Linked DNA regions of Zea mays: all the other regions are linked to region 2. The links are chromatin contacts, called in public Hi-C maps. All regions are on one chromosome and are shown on one strand. Each heading gives the region's core, a stretch centred on a gene start, on an enhancer-like site or on the middle of the called end of the contact. The rest is flanking DNA. Distances are from core to core; before and after follow the strand shown.

Region 1 (2,773 bases), core at 64-2,563, 240 kb before region 2:
GGCCAAGAATGACTATTATGTCTGGTTCATTTAAACTACAGGACCTATCAATGCTTTCTGCTGGACTTCAGTTGGTAAATGTTTTTCAAACTTCAACTTAATTCCACTATATTTCTCACCAATTTATTCTGCTGGTCTTCCCAATTGGTAACTGTTTTCCAAATTCTACTTGACTCAGCTTGCATTCCCACATCTCAAATCACTTAGCATAAAGAAAGCAGAACAGAAAATCATTCCACAAACACTACTTGATTAACTAAGCTTGCATTCCCATATCTCAATTCACTTAGCATAAAGAAAGAAGAACAAAAAATCATTCCACAAACACTCACATCGATGCAGCCCTTATAAAGATGCTCCCTCCAGAACCACCACCACCCTTCTCATTGCTATCCCCACCGTTGGCGAGAACTGTGCCATTCATGACCAGGTCCTCAGCAAACAGCCACACGATGCCACCACCGTCACCACCATAGTCCTTCTCAACGCTGGTCGAGCCCCCTTTGCTCCCGTAGCTCCAGGGGTGTTCGAGGTCAGACCATGCATAGGCATCGCCGCCCCATGAATCCTCCTGCGTCTGCCCTTCCTTGACGAAGCAGCTGGCGCCACGACCACCGTGCCCGCCACCGTCGCCGTGCGTCCCCGTGGGAACGCCACTGGTCCGGTCTGGCGGATCACCAGCGAGCGCGGTGGTATTCACGACGACCGTGTCGGCGACCGTGATGTTGGTGGCAACCAGCGAGACCCTGCCGGCTGTGACGCGGACGCCGCGGCTGAGGCGCACCTCGCCTGAGAAATTGGCGGATATAACGCACCCGTACTTCTCGCAGGTCAGGGAGGCGCCAGAGAGGAGCACGAGGCTGCCGTTCCCCGTGATGTAGACGTCGCCGTCCAGCTCCACTTCCTCGGAGACCTCGCAGCGCGTGTGGAAGTCACCCTTCCCGTGGAGGTCCCCCTCACATGTCGCCGTCGGCGACGGCGGGTCCGGGGGCGGGAGCGGGGGCGACGGCGGCGAGTAGTCGTGCCACATCAGGATCGAGTACGGGTCCGGGTCCGCCCGATCTGAAGCCTCCGCTCCGCCGCCCCGGCCGAGGCCGCCGTTCCCGAGAACCGCGCCGAGCAGCAGCAAGAGTCGGAGATTGAAGAGGGGACAGATATGACAGGCCATGGAGGGCTCATCAGAATCCAGGCTCTAGGGGTTGGTAGCGCAGTACTGTCTCCGGACGCCGCGCTTGTAGTGGCCGCCGGCGATGGCGGCGGCGGCGGCGGAGGCGGGTGTTCCTGGAGTGGGTTTGGTGTCGATTTGGGTTTAACTCATTTTTCCCCTTTCGACTTTGCTCCGTTTCTCTCGCGCATTTTGATGTTCGTTTTTTGGAGAGGAAGGGTGTGGAGGGAGAAGGGTGTTACGCCGTTGGATTCACCTCTAGATTCGTATAGCAGGGGTCGGGACGTCGGGTTCGCTCGCGTGTGTGGACACAACACAAGTGGAGCACGAGCGGTGGGTTTTCTCACTTGTCTGTTTGTTTTTAAAATTTACTGCTCTTTACATTAGTCACATGCCGGTGCGTACAATTCCTATATATATTAAACTATATTATGGTAAAACACAAAAGTATATGTATTGAATTGGCTAGGTGAATGTAAATATAGTGTTTTTATAATTCTCTTGGTTAGATAATAAGGGCTTGTTTGATTGGGTTATAATATATCTAGATTATATAATCTCGTTTAGTTTAAAATAAAATATGCTGGCAGTCCCTAAACTTATGAACCTATATCAGACAGGTTTCTAAACTCTTAAGGGCTAGTTTGGGAACATCGTTTTTCCAAAGGATTACAATTTTCCCTTGAGAAAATGAACTAATTTCCCTTGGGAAAATTGGATTTCCTTGGGAAAACGGTGTTCCCAAACTAGCCCTAAAATGAAACAATAATCTAGTGTCATTTAGGTTCAAATGGGTGTGTGGCGCGTGTTTAGCTGACATGGCTTCGCCACAAAGTCGCCTACGTGGCTGGTAAAGGATTTTTTTTTGCACGCACCCCCTTGTAATCGCTTCAGAGTCCACGCCTTTTTTTTCAAAGTCTCAAAGACATGATACATTTGTCTCTCTTTTTATAGCTCATGCTTGTTTATCTTTCTAATTTCCTTGAGACGATAGCAAAAAAGGTTGGCACGTAATTTACGAGCTTCTCAAGAAAAAAACTGAAAAGGTTATGTATTTTTCTCAGACATGTAGAAATGTTATATATAACTATATTAAAACAATATATAAAAAATATATGAAACATATACCTACAACACATACATATACAACAACAACACTATCGACGTGATTTGTTGGCCGATTTACTCGCGTCGAGCTCCCGCCACCTGCTCCATTAGGGAAGCTCCCTCATCGCATCTCCGCACATATAGGCTACGCCCATGTTATAATATTGGAGAAATAAGTGACATGCTTTCAAGATATTTAACTAGATTAAATATTCTAATTCCGAATAAAACAAGCATAGAACTCAGATAAATGTCATATATAATTATTGCAGCAATGAACAGTAGCAATTCTAGAACATGTAAATATGTAAAATAGCATCTCAGGTCTATTTTATAATTAAACATGGCTTGCAGATGAAGAAGGCAGATTAAACAAATAAACATGATTGTTTATCTTAAAATATTGCTCTCAAAATAGCGGGTTGCTGTAATAAACAGCCCTCCAACGCTAAAAGGTGATCAGAGATCCTCGACTAACGTGACAGTCCTATCTTACCAAAT
Region 2 (2,974 bases), core at 393-2,892:
AAAAAACGGTGAAAGATTGCTGAGCCTCGTGGCGTCGTCTTCTCTGATTCCGCCGAGAAAGCGAGCTGCTTTTCCTTGCTCCCGCCGTCAGAGTTCAATTGAAGGCGAACCTGGGGCCGGCGGCGGCGCTGCTACTGCTGCTGCGGTGGAGGAGGTTGTGGGCGATGTTGTCGCGCGCGGCGACGGCCGCCGTGGAGCGCACGGGGTTCTCGGCCACCATGTCGTCGTCGAAGAGCTGGAACGCGATGTCGGGGTCGACGGCGTCTCCGGCGCGCTCGCAGATGTTGTGGAGGACGCAGCAGGCGCCGAGCACGACGGGGAGGTCCTGCAGCTTCACCTCGGTGCGCTTCTGGAGGCAGCCCCAGCGGGACTTGAGGCGCTGGAAGGCGTCCCTGGCCACGGCGCGCACGCCGTCCACCCGCTCGTTGAACACGTGCTGCGCCCACGTCATGTTGTGGTGCGTGTAGGGCACCAGCAGCCAGTCCATGAGCGGGTACCCGGCGCCGCCCACCAGGCGCTGCCCCTGCAGCAGGCCCGCGGCGCCTCGCTGCAGGTAGAGCGCGGAGCGGTCGAGCACGTCGGCGTCGGACATGGAGCCCGGCCAGCCGATGCAGACGTCCGTGAAGGCACCGCCCGCGTCCACGACGCCCTGCACCGTGATGGAGTAGGACGTCTTCTGGTTGCGCTCCGTGTGGCGGCGGTTGTAGTAGGCGGCGACGTTGGCCTTGGGCGCGATGATGGGGATGTGCGTGGTGTACATGGCGCCCACGACGCCCGGGATCCCCGACGCGGCCTCGAACCTGGCGGACTCGGCCGCGGCGGCGTCGGGCGCCTCGGGCCACTGCACGGCCTTGGGCATGAGCACGGCCTTGATGGCGGCGCAGACCTCGAGGACGAGCTTGTGGCAGGTGGAGATGCCGAGGCCGAAGCGCTTGGACACGAGGCGGAGCGGCTCCCCGGTGGCGAGGCGCCAGATGCAGACGGCCACGCGCTGGCGGACGGGGATGGCGGCGCGCAGCATGGTGTCCTCCTTGGCGACGGCGGCGCCCAGCTCCTCGCACACGGCCTCGAAGGTGGCCCGGGACATGCGGAAGGCGCGGCGGAACTCGTCGTCGGGGCACGCGGGGCTGCTCATCCGGTCCCACCACTCGTGGTCGCGCTCCTTGACCCAGAGGCGGCGGCCGCCGCCCCTGCCTCCGCCACCGCCGCCGGCTGCGGCTGCGGCTGCGGCTGCGGACGTGTGCTCGTAGTCGCCGTCATTGCTGCCGGCGCTGTTCTCCCGGGAGCTGCTGGTCGGGGAGCGCTGCCTCTTGACCCCGGACGCCTCCCCTTCCAGGAGCTGGTACTCGGCGCTCCTCTTCCTGGGGTCCGCCATCGCCACCGGCGCCTGGAACGCCGGCAGCGCCGCCGCCTGCTCCTCGCCGCACAGGTGTGTGAACCAGGACGTGAGGTCGTCTCCGGCGGGCAGGTCTAACAAGGAGCCGAACTGCGCCTCGGTGTACGAGGTGCTCATCTAGGTGAGGCCGGTGGAGGATGCAGGGGAGGACTGATCTCGATGTTCTTCTGTTCTAGAAGTAGAAGCTCTGAGTTCTGGATGTTCTGAGTCTGGTTGGTGTGGTGATCGAGCTTGCGCTGCGCTGTGCTGTCCAAGATGTCGAGGTTGGGAGGGGAGCGAACGGGAGGAGTGAATATATAGGTACCGGGGGCAGAGGAGCACGCGGTATCACGGAGGAAGGTGGGAGGGAAGGTGGCTGACCACGCGGGCAGGCGGGCGCAACCGCGGCCTACGCGGCTGGGGAGAACGGAGAAAGCGAGTAGCCAAGCCGAGTGACGTGCCGGTGTCGTGTGCGCAAGCGATTTGGGGGCGAGGCTTCTACTTCTACCACACGAGCCCGGCGCCCGGCCGTCTCTATCCGCCACGCAAATTCGACTGGTCGGTTTCGCGGTCAGTAGCAGCGGGTGGGGCTAGCATAAACTACTCCCATCAGACGCGACGGCGCTGCCGCTTGGGTTGGTGGGGCCAGGTAGCGGCTACTCTCACTCGGTCTGGAAGAGGGGCAGACGGGTGGGACCGGCCGTGGCGTGGGGAGGCATCTGCGTGGCGCCGTCGCTTGGCTCACCCGGCGCTGTACACACCAGTGCCGTGCTCTGTTCTAGCACTCCGCTCTGGTCTTTCTGCGGCTGTTCCGTACGGGGCGGGGTTCAGCTTATTGTACTCACATGCTGCGTTGTGGGCGGTTGGTTTGACTGGTATATATATCTATACGATGTGCAGTTCTGCACGCGTTATTGTACTATTATTTAGCTCATTTGGGTTGACGTGTGCTCGATAAACAAAGGTGGTATGATAGAACTATAAGGCTAAGTTTGTTTAGATATTAGATTATATAAGTTAGATTACGTTGGAAGAGTAGTAGAGTAAAATATCATTTTGAAGCTAAAGTAACCTACTCAATATTAGTTTATTTCAACTTATTTGTGATCATAAAGTGATATTTTACCCTACTACATTTTAATATGATCCAACTTATATAATCTAGAAGAGAAACAAACACACCCTAAGGGCTTGTTTGGGATCAAAGGTAATGGAGTGGATTGAGAGGGCTAGAATCCCCTACTATTTAATTTTGAATAGTGAGGGATTATAACCCCTCAATCCCCTCCATTACCCTTTGTCCCAAACAAGCCCTAAGATTATGAACTTAGTGTCAGTATAAGTTTCACTAATATTTAACATGTTAGTAAATTTGAAAACCCTATGTCAGCCGATAAAATCCTCCGCCACACTTACTAACATAGAATTTGATGTGATAGTCTTATTTTATGTGCTATAATATCCACAACTGGAACTGGCCTAAAGTAGAACATTTTGAAAACCTTCTATGGGTGTCTTTGATTAACCTCACTAACCTGATTTTGTTTTCCCAAAAGCCAAAAAACAAAATTCGACAAAAAAAAGGTTTACAAAATTATA
Region 3 (3,036 bases), core at 158-2,657, 190 kb before region 2:
GTAGATAGAGCCAGGAGTCCTTTGCTAGAATGCTTGACGACACGCGTGATCATGCATTCCCGCAGTCTCCATCCATCCAAGCGTAGATGGAGCACTCCCTAATCTGCCACCAGTGCCCCTATGATTAGAGTTTACTACTACGCTCAGAGTACAGTACAGCAAGTAGGCTGCTAGCCTAGAGGGGTCCCGTCACCCCCTGTGAAACAAACTAGACACGGCCGCCCATCAGAGAAAGCCACAGTCTCCGCCGTCCGCTGCCGCTCCGATCTCACAAGCTGTCAAGCTCGCTCTCCGGCCAGCCGCTCGCTCTTGTTTTCCGCACGTCGTTTCATCCAGACCCCACCCCCCCGTCCCTCTCTGTCTTCGCTGCCCGTCCCGTTGTCTTCCTCGTCGGCGAGGGGGCAGGGCAGGGGCGATCGGCGAGGCCTTCACCCGCCGCCGTGCCCTTTCGGCCAGGATGACGCGCGCGCAGATGGGACTGGAGGACGGTCTCCGAAAGAGACGTCCGAGACCCCGACGGAAAAGCGCTGAAACCGACGCCAGATTTTCGAGACACTCGCTTGGCTTTAAAACCAGTTTCTTTCGAGCTACAGTTTTATTTTGGTTTTGTTTGAAACCAGATCTCTCTACCTTTTACCAACTTTATCTATCAAATTTGAAGGTACACCAGCGTCCAGAATACCAAATTATTATTATTTGGTTCATGCGCCAAATTTTTCTTTTGTGCACGTGTGTTTCCGTCCCGCTTGTGTGTCTGTCTTGCGACTTTGCATGAGTCGGTGGACGCACCGGACGGCCGGATCGACCGGGGGAAAACTCAGCTCACGATCGCCGAGGGCACGAGTTTTTCCCGGCGGTCGTCGCTGTGGACGGCGGAGCCGCGCAGGAGTCGCCGTCGTGCTCGAGTGATGAATCACACGTAGAGTCGTAGGCCGAGGAACAGCGAGGACGGATTCCGGAATTCGCGTGGCGTTGGCTCATTACTACTACTTACCCATCTCGCAGTGCCTGTGCTGCGTGCGTGTGTCTCTCTGCACTCGAGTGCAGTTTTTCCTACGGTTTGACGAGGAAGAGAGACTCGCCGTCCTTTTCATTGGAGACGATGATGGATGGTGGATGGGTGGAGGAGGACCCAATAAAACAAGGGGAAAAAAAGGTATACGCAGTTTCTTGCCTCTTTTTTTTTTGCAGCCTACCTCACCAGCTCACTGCTCACCTCATCACCGACGCTGCACGCAACCGAGACCTACCGATTCCCATCCTAGTTCGATTCGAATCAATCAAAAAAAAAAAGGGGGGGAAAGAGAAAGGAAAATAAATAGCAGTGCAAGGGAGGGGAATCCTATTTAGGCCCACGCACAAGCACACCGGCCCAGCCATTGCAGCTTTTAGGCCCGAGAGCCGCGAGGGCCTGGGAGGAGAGCAGACGGTGGTAGAGCGTGCAGGCGCGAGGGCACCGGCGCACCGCCGGTCTATTGGGCTGGTCTCTCTCTCTCTCATCGTTTTAAAATTTAAAACGTTTATAGTATAAATTTTATTCTGTATTTTATGTTCTCATCGTTCATCAACGTTTCAATGTAAGACTACTCCAAACTATTATATTCATCTGTTGTGCGTGATTTAGTAAGATTAGCAGTCACTTCTAACTCTTTTTCTAGCTAGCTATAACTAGCTAGGTAGGTTCTCTTCTTCTATTTAAAATCGAAACGACCTTCTCTTTGCGGCTTGGCGCGGCCTAATTTAGTAATCTACGATGACGAACTAACAACCTCATCTACTGTCAGATCGACATCTAGAAGAAGTTAACAATTCCCGAGCAACAAACAAGCATGCATGGCATCGATGCCCGCATCAGCAGGTCTAGCTAGGCCTGCGCTAATGGCAAGAAATCCAACCCACTACCACCTATACCCAAATATAATAACTTTGATATCCATCCCACACCCACCCAAAAATTTAAGAAGAAAATTAAACCTAACCCATCCAATAATATTATTGACCCCAAACCAACCCGTAATTGGGTGGAAACCCATGGAAACCCCGTGGGTTCAGCTTATTGTCTTATATCAAGCCAACTGCATACACATACATTGATAGACAATAACAATTTTATAGATAGTTTCAATGACGTACAAAAAACATAGTCCACAACATAAAAAACAGTGACAATAATATTATATAATGATACAAAAACAAGTTTGGTCGATGAACATTTAGGTCTCGAGAAAATAACAAAAAACATAAGTTAAAGATCCTTAATGAACAATAATCTTTTTGGCAAGAAATATAAACTAGCAGCAGTGGAAAGAGTCTATGATCAAGCTCGAAGCTAGCAACAGTGGAAGGGCACATCTAGGTAGTATCAGAATCCCACCGAACGACATATAAATCTCCCTGGAAATGAAAAGAACCATGTGTGGAAGAACCATGTGTGGATGGGTGAAGACCCATGGAAGTTCACGCCTATGCAAACCCATCTACACCCATGGATATCAACCATTTTGACCCACAATACAAAATAAACCCACCCAACCCAACCCATTCACAATTAAAACCCACCACAACACACCAAAATAAACCCATTTCTTAAACCCACCTAAAATACCCGCTTACACCCACCCCGTTTGCAGGCCTAGGTCTAGCTACCTAGCTAGCTACTGCCTAGCTCGCTGCTAGGTTCATAGAATATAGACACGCGCGAGTCATGTCAGGCAGGGGCTAGGCTAGCTGATCATTACTGTAAGCTAGCGCAATGGTGATATATATATTAATTTGCTTTCTTTGTTCCGAGACGATGCATGGCACTGGCAATTGCTGCCTTTCCTAGGATTAACTAGTGTTTGTTGACATTCCTGCTCGCCCGGATAAAAGAAGCGCCGTTGAGAATGCAAGATTTGCATATATGCCGATGGTTTGTCTTTTCATCCTCCTGTTGTAGATGTTAAACGTAGAAAAACTTATTAAATATAGAAAGACTTATCTATCTAAATATAGTTTGCTTACAACTGAAAGTTCACTATGTCCGGGAACATGATA

The links. A called contact is a pair of places that touch in the nucleus more often than the background predicts.
Region 1: a Hi-C map of tassel shows a contact between it and region 2, with 1.9 times the contacts expected there. The contact joins the promoter of LOC100192491 here to the promoter of LOC100280483 in region 2. A contact is called at or near these places in 2 of 25 Hi-C or Micro-C datasets (ear and tassel).
Region 3: a Hi-C map of ear shows a contact between it and region 2, with 3 times the contacts expected there. The contact joins the enhancer-like site here to the promoter of LOC100280483 in region 2. A contact is called at or near these places in 3 of 25 Hi-C or Micro-C datasets (ear, endosperm and tassel).

Annotation. Positions count from the first base shown.
Region 1 is chr3:7,603,187-7,605,959 of Zm-B73-REFERENCE-NAM-5.0, forward strand. LOC100192491 reads right to left here and starts at 1,314. Exons shown (of 22, transcript NM_001350132.1): 1 at 333-1,314. The coding sequence starts at 1,168.
Region 2 is chr3:7,847,032-7,850,005 of Zm-B73-REFERENCE-NAM-5.0, forward strand. LOC100280483 reads right to left here and starts at 1,643. Exons shown (of 1, transcript NM_001153403.2): 1 at 1-1,643. The coding sequence starts at 1,513. The coding sequence ends at 95.
Region 3 is chr3:7,661,219-7,664,254 of Zm-B73-REFERENCE-NAM-5.0, forward strand. No RefSeq gene overlaps it. Among protein-coding and RNA genes, the nearest start is that of MIR156b, 28 kb to the right of the region's middle. Within about 2 kb of position 1,408, at least 19 of the 20 cell types and tissues checked have an H3K27ac peak or open chromatin away from gene starts, as enhancers often do. A contact at or near this core is called in ear, endosperm and tassel, where this site is marked.